2 separate regions of the Pan troglodytes genome follow, and region 1 is linked to region 2. The links are chromatin contacts, called in public Hi-C maps. All regions are on one chromosome and are shown on one strand. The core of a region is the stretch at or near the end of the contact, and the rest is flanking DNA. Distances in the headings are between cores, read along the strand shown.

What was found. Hi-C and Micro-C count contacts between places; a contact is called where the count stands out from the background.
Region 1: a contact with region 2 is called in a Hi-C map of induced pluripotent stem cells, with 1.8 times the contacts expected there. The contact joins two enhancer-like sites. A contact is called at or near these places in 2 of 7 Hi-C or Micro-C datasets (induced pluripotent stem cells and stem cell-derived neural progenitor cells) and 1 of 1 other capture datasets (stem cell-derived neural stem cells).

What each region holds. Positions count from the first base shown.
Region 1 is chr13:67,714,222-67,719,296 of NHGRI_mPanTro3-v2.0_pri, forward strand. All of the region lies in intron 14 of GALNT3 (polypeptide N-acetylgalactosaminyltransferase 3), which reads right to left. Among named protein-coding and RNA genes, the nearest start is that of GALNT3, 97 kb to the right of the region's middle. Within about 2 kb of position 3,075, at least 14 of the 24 cell types and tissues checked have an H3K27ac peak or open chromatin away from gene starts, as enhancers often do. A contact at or near this core is called in induced pluripotent stem cells and stem cell-derived neural stem cells, where this site is marked.
Region 2 is chr13:67,430,757-67,435,909 of NHGRI_mPanTro3-v2.0_pri, forward strand. No RefSeq gene overlaps it. Among named protein-coding and RNA genes, the nearest start is that of CSRNP3, 64 kb to the right of the region's middle. Within about 2 kb of position 3,330, at least 2 of the 24 cell types and tissues checked have an H3K27ac peak or open chromatin away from gene starts, as enhancers often do. A contact at or near this core is called in induced pluripotent stem cells and stem cell-derived neural stem cells, where this site is marked.

The sequences.
Region 1 (5,075 bases), core at 1,825-4,324, 280 kb after region 2:
CTTTTGAGAATATTTGCTTTCTTATTTTTTGTTTGTTTGTTGCTGGCAAAAAAAAAAAAGTAACTTTAAAAACTCAGAAAAGTCACTGAACTGTATTTTGTGACGTTATGATTAGTTTTATCTTTCTACTGATTTTTATTGTTACTTTTACTCAATATCAACAGCACTTCAATAGATATTTATTAGTTATGTTCAATCTAATGACTTAAAACAGTTGAAAAGGAGGAAAATCAACTCCAGTCCACACATACAGTCATGTTACACTAAGATGTCATGTTGTATGTCACACAGTTTCTAGATTGATTTCTCTTGTGTATAAGTTATAACATCAAAAATGCCAAAGGGTATATAAAATAAGCTACAATAATATTCAACAGAACCTAACCTGGACCTTATGTTGTAATAATTTATTCATATTAGCTGTAGTCTTCTGTATTTATATTTTCAGTATTTATTATGAATGACATGGAAATTCGTGTATTTATTGTGGCTTTTTATTGCAGTGTGTATATATATATAACAAATAAGCATTTTTAAGTCTTATCCTTAAGTTTCTTTTATTAGTGGCACTTGTATTATGCTGTACTTTTTATTACATATTGTACAATATCTTGTCCATTTGTTTGCAGCAGAGTAAAACCGGTTTCTAAGTTGTATCTACTGTTGCATTTCTGTTGCCTGTTGTGTAAAACCTTTGTTCTTACATCCTGAACTGCAATCCGTTATGCTGTCCCAGCACACACAAGGATACCTCCCTTCCACTGTGTAACAGATAATATTCTTGAAAAGTTGTGTGTGAAGTCAGTTCCTGTGAAATGGTTCATTACATTGTCATTTCAAATATGTGTTAACTTTATTGGGATTTATCCCTAAGTGAAGATGCTTATAGCACTTTACTTTCTCAGCTATTCAACCCCTTCATCAAGTGATGATGTGTAAACAAACACAAGGGCCAGAGGAGAACTCTTTATATAAATGAAATTTGGAGGCTATTTTTACAAGGACAAATTCAATCTCTTGTAAGTAGCATCCTTTCACTTAACTGCTTAGTAGTACTTTTGTTTTGCTTTGCTTAAAGCAGAATCTGTGTGATTTGATGTTTAGAATATATGCGTGTACATGGTACGTATATGTGCCCATCTGTTTAAAGCTACTGGCTTAAGGTAACTAAAACTTAACTTTTATTGGCAGTAGGATGAAGGAAAAAAAAATGCGTTTTTTTAAATCTCCTATCATACCCAAGACACTTTCTTCCAACAACTTGTTTTATGTTTAGAGACTGGATCTACATTTTTAAAAGCAAATAATAATATGTGATTTTGTGATCATCCTAAAACTCAAATTTGAACATGTTATTCACTGAATTAAACATATTTTGTGGTGTTTCCTCCTCACTGCCAACAAAACAAAATTCAAACTCCTTGGAATGCCTCAAAAGGTCGCCTGAGATCTGGGTACAAGCTCTCCCTTTACTTCCCACGTCTTCTGCTGCCCACAAGAGCGGTTCCTTAGATTTCACCTGCTAGTCCATTTTCCCTGCTTCTGTTCAGCTTGTCTCTTCTGCCAAGAATATACACCCCATAAACCTATCCCGACAGCACAATTCTAGTGACCATCTATTTATTTTTCAAGAGAAAACACAAATATTCTTTCCGTTATGTTGCCCTTCCAATACTCCTGAAAATCGTTTGCCTGTTGTTTTACGCAAAGCAGACATGTATTAGAGCCCCTTCGAGTCTCACTGCACTAGCTTATTTATGCATCTACTCCCCCTCAGTACTTCCTGAGAACAGAAAACACTTCTCATTACTCTCTGTCTTCTCAGCATTCAGCTTAGTGTTTAAAACATGGTAGAGACTTAAAATACATTTACTGATGTATGCAAAGTACAAAAATGAGTGATGCAAAGTCCACTCCTGTATAGGAGTTCAGATGACGGAAAGATGGTTGGCTGAAACAGTGGAAAAGGTGTCAGATTCAGAGAGAGGGAGAATTTCAGCTAGCAGGGTTACCCCCAGAGTCCACATTATGGAACAATTTGAGGAAAGGCTGATCAGAACAACGTCACTCTTCTGGTGGGGGCAGAAGGACCTGGTTAAGAACAGATAATTTACTATCAAGAACAAATGACAAATCAGGTTAGGAGAGTGCATTTAGACAGTGCAAAGCTTTGAAGATCAACCCAAGGAATCTGGCTTATATCCTTAGGGAAATAAGGATATTTCCTTCAGGAAATCCTGAAGATTTTAGAAAAGGAAAATCAATCAAATAAGAGTGATTTGCAGTATGGAATATCAGTGTGGCTACAGTGCACAGACAGTTTGGGAGGATGGAAATGCCAGAGTAAAAATCTTTGCAGTAGCTATTGCAGTCAGTATTCATTAGAAAAAATAAGAGTTAAGAACCTACTCTGATGTAGGATACTGTGCAAGAATGTGCTACAATGAGGAGGGAGTGGGGGAAAAGACAGGCAGAGTCCCTCTAGACAAGCAAGTAGAAAGATGTGGGTAATTACAGCAGAGAAAAAGTCAGCTATTTGAAAGCCTATTACGATGTGAGAGATTAAAGGTAACAAAATAATTATGAGCCTAAAATACCATAGGTGGAATATGGGGAAGGACATAAGAAGATAAATATCATCAACATAAATTAGAATGTTATAAGGAGGAAGAGATGTGTTCATTTTGGACAGCTTGAATTGATGCTGGGATACTCAGTGAAAATAACAAATGGACAGAAGGAAATGTAAGTCTAGAGCTTAGACAAAGACGTAAGATTTGGAGCGAATGAGAATTTTAAGAAGAGAATATATATATATATATGGAACTAAATAACAGAGAGGACTGAAGCTTTAGAAAGGCTAGTGTTTCAGGTTGTGTTTGCTGTAAGCACACAATTCTGAGATGGAGTTTAGCATGCAGGATTTCCATGAGGAATCAATTCTTGTGGGAGCTAGCGGGAGGAAGCAGATTAGGAAAAGACAGAAATCAGGCTGTGATGCGGACCGACCACACTGGAGTGCTCTAGAGGATAAGAGAGCCTCTGAGTCATCCCCTCGCGGGCTGAAATGGCTGGGCCTTTATAGCCACGCCACAGTCAGTCTCTGGATGTCTTCCACCCTAGAAAGGGAGTGCTCTCAGATGAGTTGGCACCCTGCAGTGAGGAGAAAGCCTGAAAAGAGCTGAGAGCTGGAGGATGTTTTTCTGACAGCGCTCTTAGGACCTGGGACAAGTCCTTCCTTGAAAGGGAATTTTTGAAAGTAAAACAGCTCTGTGTCTTCTACATCCATCCCTCAGGTCCTCAGATTCATGTCATCACTTAAATTTCAGGGAACAGCTCCTTCAGGATTCTGGTGGGCCTCTCTCCCTGGGGAAAACTTAAAGGAGCAAGGTTAGTAAAATAAATTACAGTTCCTGCCACTCTGGCTGGTCCTAAAGCCACAACTAAAACTGACCATCTCCCTCTCTATTAATTCTACATTCTTCTCAGCTTCAGCAAACACAGTTGCTAGCCTCAATGGCTTACTTGGTGGTGTGACCCAGAGCCAAAAGCCACCTAAGTGAATATTACTTCCTGCTCCTATTATGTAACAGTAGGCCCATCTCTTCCTGAGGATCAAGGTCAAATACCTCTACCAAGATGGTGAGGTATTTTTTCTCCTTGCCTAAAAATCCTAGGATGTAGCAATAGCTTAAGTCCAATGGGACTCTTTAGTCCCCTGATAAAAATGTGACCTCTTTGGGGACTAGGACCTTTAAGACTGCAAAGACATTTAACCCTATAGAGTTGTGGAATAGGAAGCACAGTTTTCTCCAGTGGGTCATGTTAAGTAGAGACATTCCTGCTTCCACCCAGTAGAGTTTGCACCCATGTGTTCTTCCTATGGGGGACATATTATTATGTAAAGGTTTTTTATTCAATCTTTATACTGGATCCTGGAGGATAGTAACCAATTCATGCGGAACATCATCTCCAAACTTGCACTTCAACTGCACCTTCTACAGGCCAGTCAACGCTCTGTCAGGCCGGGAGCTTTGAAGTCTATGATATGATCAGTGGGTCTCATGGTCATGTGCCCATGCTCTGATATGATGTTATGTGGGATCCCATGTGAGCAGATCAAATATACTGTTAGTCCTTGAATAACGGTGTTTGCCAAGGCCCTGCAGGTAAGAATGGCAAACTTATACTTGGAATATAAGTCTATTTTTATTTAAAACAAACAACAAATAAAAACACAAAAAATCTCTGGCCCTTTTAAGATGGAAGGGGCCCAATGTAATCAATCTGCCAACAAGTGTCTGGTTAGGCTCCAGAAGAATAGTGCCATATGGAGGGCTCAGCATCAGTCTCTGTTGCTGGCAGACTGTACATTTGGCAGCAGCAGGAGCTTTATCAGTCTTGGTAAGTGGCAGGCCATGCTCATGGACCCAAGAAGAGCCTTCGTGGCTCCCACTGCCACCCAATCCATGTACCTATCACAGCAGCCCTGGAGTAGCCAATAACTGAGGCTGGCTGCTTGCTGCCAACTGGCCAAGTTATTCTGTCTATATCAATACTATCAAAAAATATATATAATGTGAGCTACAAATGTGAGCTGCATATGTAATTTTAAGTGTTCTCATAGCCAACTTAAAAAGAGTTAACAAAAAGATAAAATTAATTTAATAATATATTTCACTTAACCCAATATATAAAAAATTTCAACATGTAATCAATATAAATATTATTAGTAATATTTTACATTCTTTTTGGAAGACTAAGTCTTTGAAATCCAGTGTGAATTTTGCAATTACAGCACATTTCAATTTGGAGTAGCCACGTGTGGCTAGTGCATACAATATTGGACAACGCAGGTCCACACCATTGTTTAATGTGTCTTCTGCAGTGGGTGCTCTCTAGTTGATAGGTGTTAACATGTGACACAAAGATCTTCACACTTTGTGTCCACTCTCACATGTCATTCACATGCTTATACTCCAAGACTCCTATTCCCCAGTCTTCTGATATCTCTGCTTTCAGCATCCTGAGCCAGGCTATTCACTTCTACCCACCAGTCCATATATATTCTAACA
Region 2 (5,153 bases), core at 2,080-4,579:
ATAGAACCCATGGCAGTTAGTTTCTTCAAGACCCAGGAGAGTTTCACTGCATCAAGTCTTTGAGCTCAGGGAAGACCTAAACCCTCTTTTAAAAGGCTTATTTGATTTGGTCAGGCTATCCAGTATAATCTCCTTTAGACTGACTCAAAATCAAACTGTTTCAGCACCTTAATTACATTTGCAAAATCCCTTCACTTTTGTCGTATTCTATCAGCTGGAAGCAAGTCGCACATTCTGCCCACATTCAAGTGGAGGGGAGTATAAGAGTGTGGTGGTCTAAGGTGAGTCGGCCACATGTAAAGATAGCTGGATTAGACGAAACTGGTCTAAGGTGAGTCGGCCACATGTAAAGATAGCTGGATTAGACGAAACCTGACTATCCTAATCAAAATTGTAATGGCTACACAGGACAAGCCAGGAAGAAAGCATCTTCTGCAACGCTCCCCTCATTATAGAGCAACGAGGCTTCTTTCTGTCCAGTGGCTACAAATATCACCCAAGCAACGAGTATTACCAGTCATCATACTTTATGCCTTCACACTAGCATACTCATTCATGTGTACTACAAATAAACTTATCTTTCCCCATCAGACAATGCCCTAAGCATTGAAAGTTAAAATGGTTTTTATCCATTTATGTATTCATTATTTGTGCCAGTACAGGGAACGTTTGGGTTAGAAGCATGCAGCCTGATTTTAAAAATTGAAATTAAATTTCTACCAGTACCTTAGTAGGAAAATCAAGTCGAAGTTATCTAGTCATAGTTTTGGCATGTCTCTTTTATTCAGGATATGAGGAATTGCTGGAGCTTTTTTCTTTTTTGCAGTTTATCCTATTAAACACACACACACACACACACACACACACAGAGCACAGTAAGTTAATTCCTACACCACTTAACTTTGCACATAACTGTTTTCTCAAGAAGGCACTGAAGTGAGCTGGCAACCATATATTAGTTACTGCGTTAGTGAAGAACGGTGGCTACTCCATACAATCCCAAGCATGGAAAGTCAGAACTTTGAAGAAAAAAAATCAAAAAAGCAAAACATAAAACTGAATTAAATTTAAGCCACAAAGCAATAAGGAAAAGTAACAAGTAAAAGAACATTCTTAAAAACAACGTTAAGCTTAAAGAGCCTTATGTGAGGCAGTAAAGATATTGCAGATATAGACATTGGAGAGAGCTTGCAAAAGTAACATTGCTGGAGGTTGGTTTTAAATCCTGCCTGCATGGTCTTGCATAATTTGTTAGTCCTGGGAGGGATGCACAACATTTGGAATAACCATTTGAAATGAAATTTAACTCTTACTTGTGGATCATTTGTAATAATGATTTAATGTGTTACCAGAAATGATAAAGTGACCAAGTCAATCAATCAGTGTTTGCTTAAGGCCAGTTACATGTCCGGTGTAATGCTAGACTGCAAAATATGGAGAAAGGGGTCCTTTCTCAATATTGAATGCTAGACTTTCTGCCAGAGACCAGAATTTGGTATGAACTAGTAATGAAGGTGTCAGAATATTGAAGAAGTCTTATCATCAAACACAAACCAATGAACATTTAAGTGTCCCATGGCACAATGACTTGTCACAAACGCTCTGTTGTATATTAAAATTTGAGTTTTTGTCTTTATACAAGTGAGAGAGCATCTGGGAATCTAAAGTGGTCACCTTTGGGATGGTCACTAACCAGAGAGACATCATTGCTTCTTGGCTCCTTTGGAAGCCTTCAATGCCAGTTACTCATGAATAATCAGCCATTTGTGTCAAAATAGGGAGGATACCAATGTATTGTTCCACCATGCCCATGCATAGAATAGTACCAAACATATAGCATGTATTCATTAAATATTGCTGCAAAGTTGAGGGAGTGAAAATCTGTTTATGAGCTTTCTGAAGTGTTTGGGACAACTTGGACTTTGTAGCAGTTTGTGCAGCCCTCATGCCTTTCCCATTAGAACTTTTCTCTGCCCCAAATCTCATAGCAGGGGCAGTCAGCAGACATCCTTCCACTGTGTGACTGCACCTTACTGCTCACAGTTGATTGCAGCAGGGATGAAGACTGGACCCAAGCTGGTCAATCAGATTCTGTTCCTTAACTGTTTGAACTAAAGACACAGAGACTGGGAATTGCAAGTTTAACTATGTAATAGCAGAGTTGAAAAAGCCTCTGTTTTTCCTGAGACCTGGTTCTTCAACGTTTCTTTGGATTCTGTGAAGTATCTCTGCTACAAATCCTTTTTTTCATTCTTTTTTTTGTTTGTTTGCTTGGGTTTCTTTGAAAATTTTATTAATTTTCACCAAAGATGCCTCAAATAAGACCACTGACATGCTTTTGGAAAGTGCTGGAGACTGAAGAAAGAAATGTGAGACATCTGTGCATGAATCAGCTTGTTTCTGTACTTTTCTCACTTCAAGCATAAAAATCTCTCAAACTTTAAGCTTTTAAGACATTGCAGTCTCCCCAGGAGGAAGCAATTCTAAACTCAGACAAATTTATTTTCTGAGAACTGGTTTTGTATAAATTCATTCAACCACTTACAACAGTGCCCCACCTGAATATGAAAAGACCACAACATAAAATTTTCCATAAAAATAGGTTAAGGTAAAAGAAAGTGATGAGCGTATTGTAAGGCTCATGAAGAGATTTAGTAGCACTGATCATTTTGTTGAGCATTCAATATGTTTTCTATGTATAAGTCATAGTTTATAAACTCATTCTAGTTTGTTCAAAGATACAACAAAGATACATAACATTAAATGAACATATACATAGATTTTTAAAAATATGTTAATTGTACCATTTTTTGATTTTTCACAATACTTAAACCCTGAGGACCACAAAGAAGAAAGGGTTGCAAAATATCATTTTTTAAACTTTTTATTGAACCACATTATTTGTAAATTTCTATAACACCTTTTAAAAATGATATCTGAGACTACTTTTTACTTTTGTTTTCTTAGATATTTTTCATTTTACTTTTAAACATACTTAAAATATAAAAGACATATTTTAAAGTATAAAAGACATATATTTAAAGTATAACCTATGATAAAATTAACCTGCTTTAGAGAGTATATAATTGAATTGATTATATATGGCTAATTTTTGTTCTTCCTTGCTGAAAAAAAAACGTAACTTGCAGCAGGCTAGAGAGGATAATTTAAAACTAACTGTTTGTTTTGGTGTTTTGAGTTATTACCATATTTGGTATTTAGCCATTGAGATAACAATTAATAATATAACAGAAGCACATCCAGCCCACTGTGTTGCTGTGGGTCACAGGGGTCTGTCTCTGTTATTGCTTTGCTCTCAGTGTTAACAGCACTCCCTGTGGTTAGGGCTCAGCCTGACCCTACAAGTCTTTTTCTGACTGCTTGTAGCTCAGCACAGAGGAGTGATTAAAATCTCCGCTTGTCACTCATCTCTTATGCCAAATTCAGTAGCGAAAGGTGGCAGCATATACTTAAACTGGCAATGAGGCCAAACTTAAGAGTCTGAGATCTTGTCACTCTTAGGTCATCATCTGGGTATGCAGATGGTGATCACTGCAGCTTAAAGGCTGAGGAGGCAGAGTCCTGTGGTGAAGCTTGACTTCCGGCTATGAATAGGTAAGGGGAGCTCTGTCAATTAGATAATGTGAAACATGGTGGGAAAACACTGTTGCTTAAACAATCTAGGTCTGACATTATGTCCTCTGGGTAGCCTTCCTGGTGTCTCGTTTCCCAAAACCTCAGCTAATGACATCCATTTCTTGCATTCCTGATGCTGCCCTTTGGCCAGAATGTTTAGCCCACATGGTCCTCTTGCTGTATGCATTTTACTTGAGATGTGCAGGAAAAACATTGTGGATGGTGGATGGAAAAAAGGAGAAAGAGAGAGGCCTTTGATGGGGAAAGCTTAAGCTGGTGAGAAGAAAAAAGTTTTGAGAAGAGGAAGAAACACAGAGTGACTTTTACCACCAAAGGAAAAAAAGCTTGAGTATCAGTCTATAATCTTTTATCTTTCTGAGGAGAATCACTGGTTACCACTGTAAGCTTTCATAGAATAAGTCCCCTATGAGTTCTCTCTCCACTATATTCTTTGAGATTCTTCTTTCACAATTATCTCTACCCCTCACCTAGAAATAATAGTATTATTATTACATATTAAATTATATTCCAATATATAACAATACTTTTGTTATATTTATTATTATTATTGCAAACTTGAATTTCACTGTCAGACACTCTTCCAAGTAATTTGCCTCATTTACCTCTCCCATAAAAAAATAAGTATAATAATTTCTACATTTCAATTGGAGAAACTGAGGCACATGAAATTGGGTAACTTGCTTAACTGCACAGAATTGAGTGGCAGAGCCAGGATTTGAACCTATGCACTGTGACTCAAGTGTGTGCCCACCGAAATGTGCCGCACATGTCAGTCTGACTCAACTCCATTTTATTCTAGCAATTTCTTAACTCACTCAATGGTTTTGACAAAACAGCAGGTCAAAGTACTCCTGAAGCTTTTTCCCTCTCCAAAAATGTGAACAGCCAACATTTCCACCAGGTTAAACTATCCCAGGGAAAAAAAAAATTGTCATTTTTGCCAAGTGTCTTTACAACTGTTTGAACTTTTTTGAGGATTTGGGAACAAGAAATAAGATGGGTTGAATGAATGTAACAATAGAGGCTTGTTTCTGGATTTATTCAATGATTAGTTCAGCAAGTATTTGGATAAGCACTTGTTTTGTATCCTAGAGACTGAGGATTACCCATGAACAAGTTGTTCCTTCATTTGGGCTTGTCTGCTCCCAAATCCAGACTGTTTCCTGGAGGCTGTCTATTAAAAATAATTTTTGAGGCAAGTCTGTAAGAGCAAATTGTAAATAAAAACTAAAATATCTGGCTGCCTATGGTGGCTCACACCCATAATCCCAACACTTTGGGAGGCCAAGCAGGGATGATTGCTTGAGCTTAGTAGTTCAAGACCAGCCTGGACAACATGGCAGAACCCCTATCTCTACACAAAATACAAAAAATTAGCCAGGGGTCGAGGGGTTGTGAGCACCTATAGTCTCATCTACTCAGGAGGCTGAAGTGGGAGAATCGACTAAGCCTGGGAAGTGGAGGTTGCAGTAAGAAGAGATCGTGCCACTGCACTC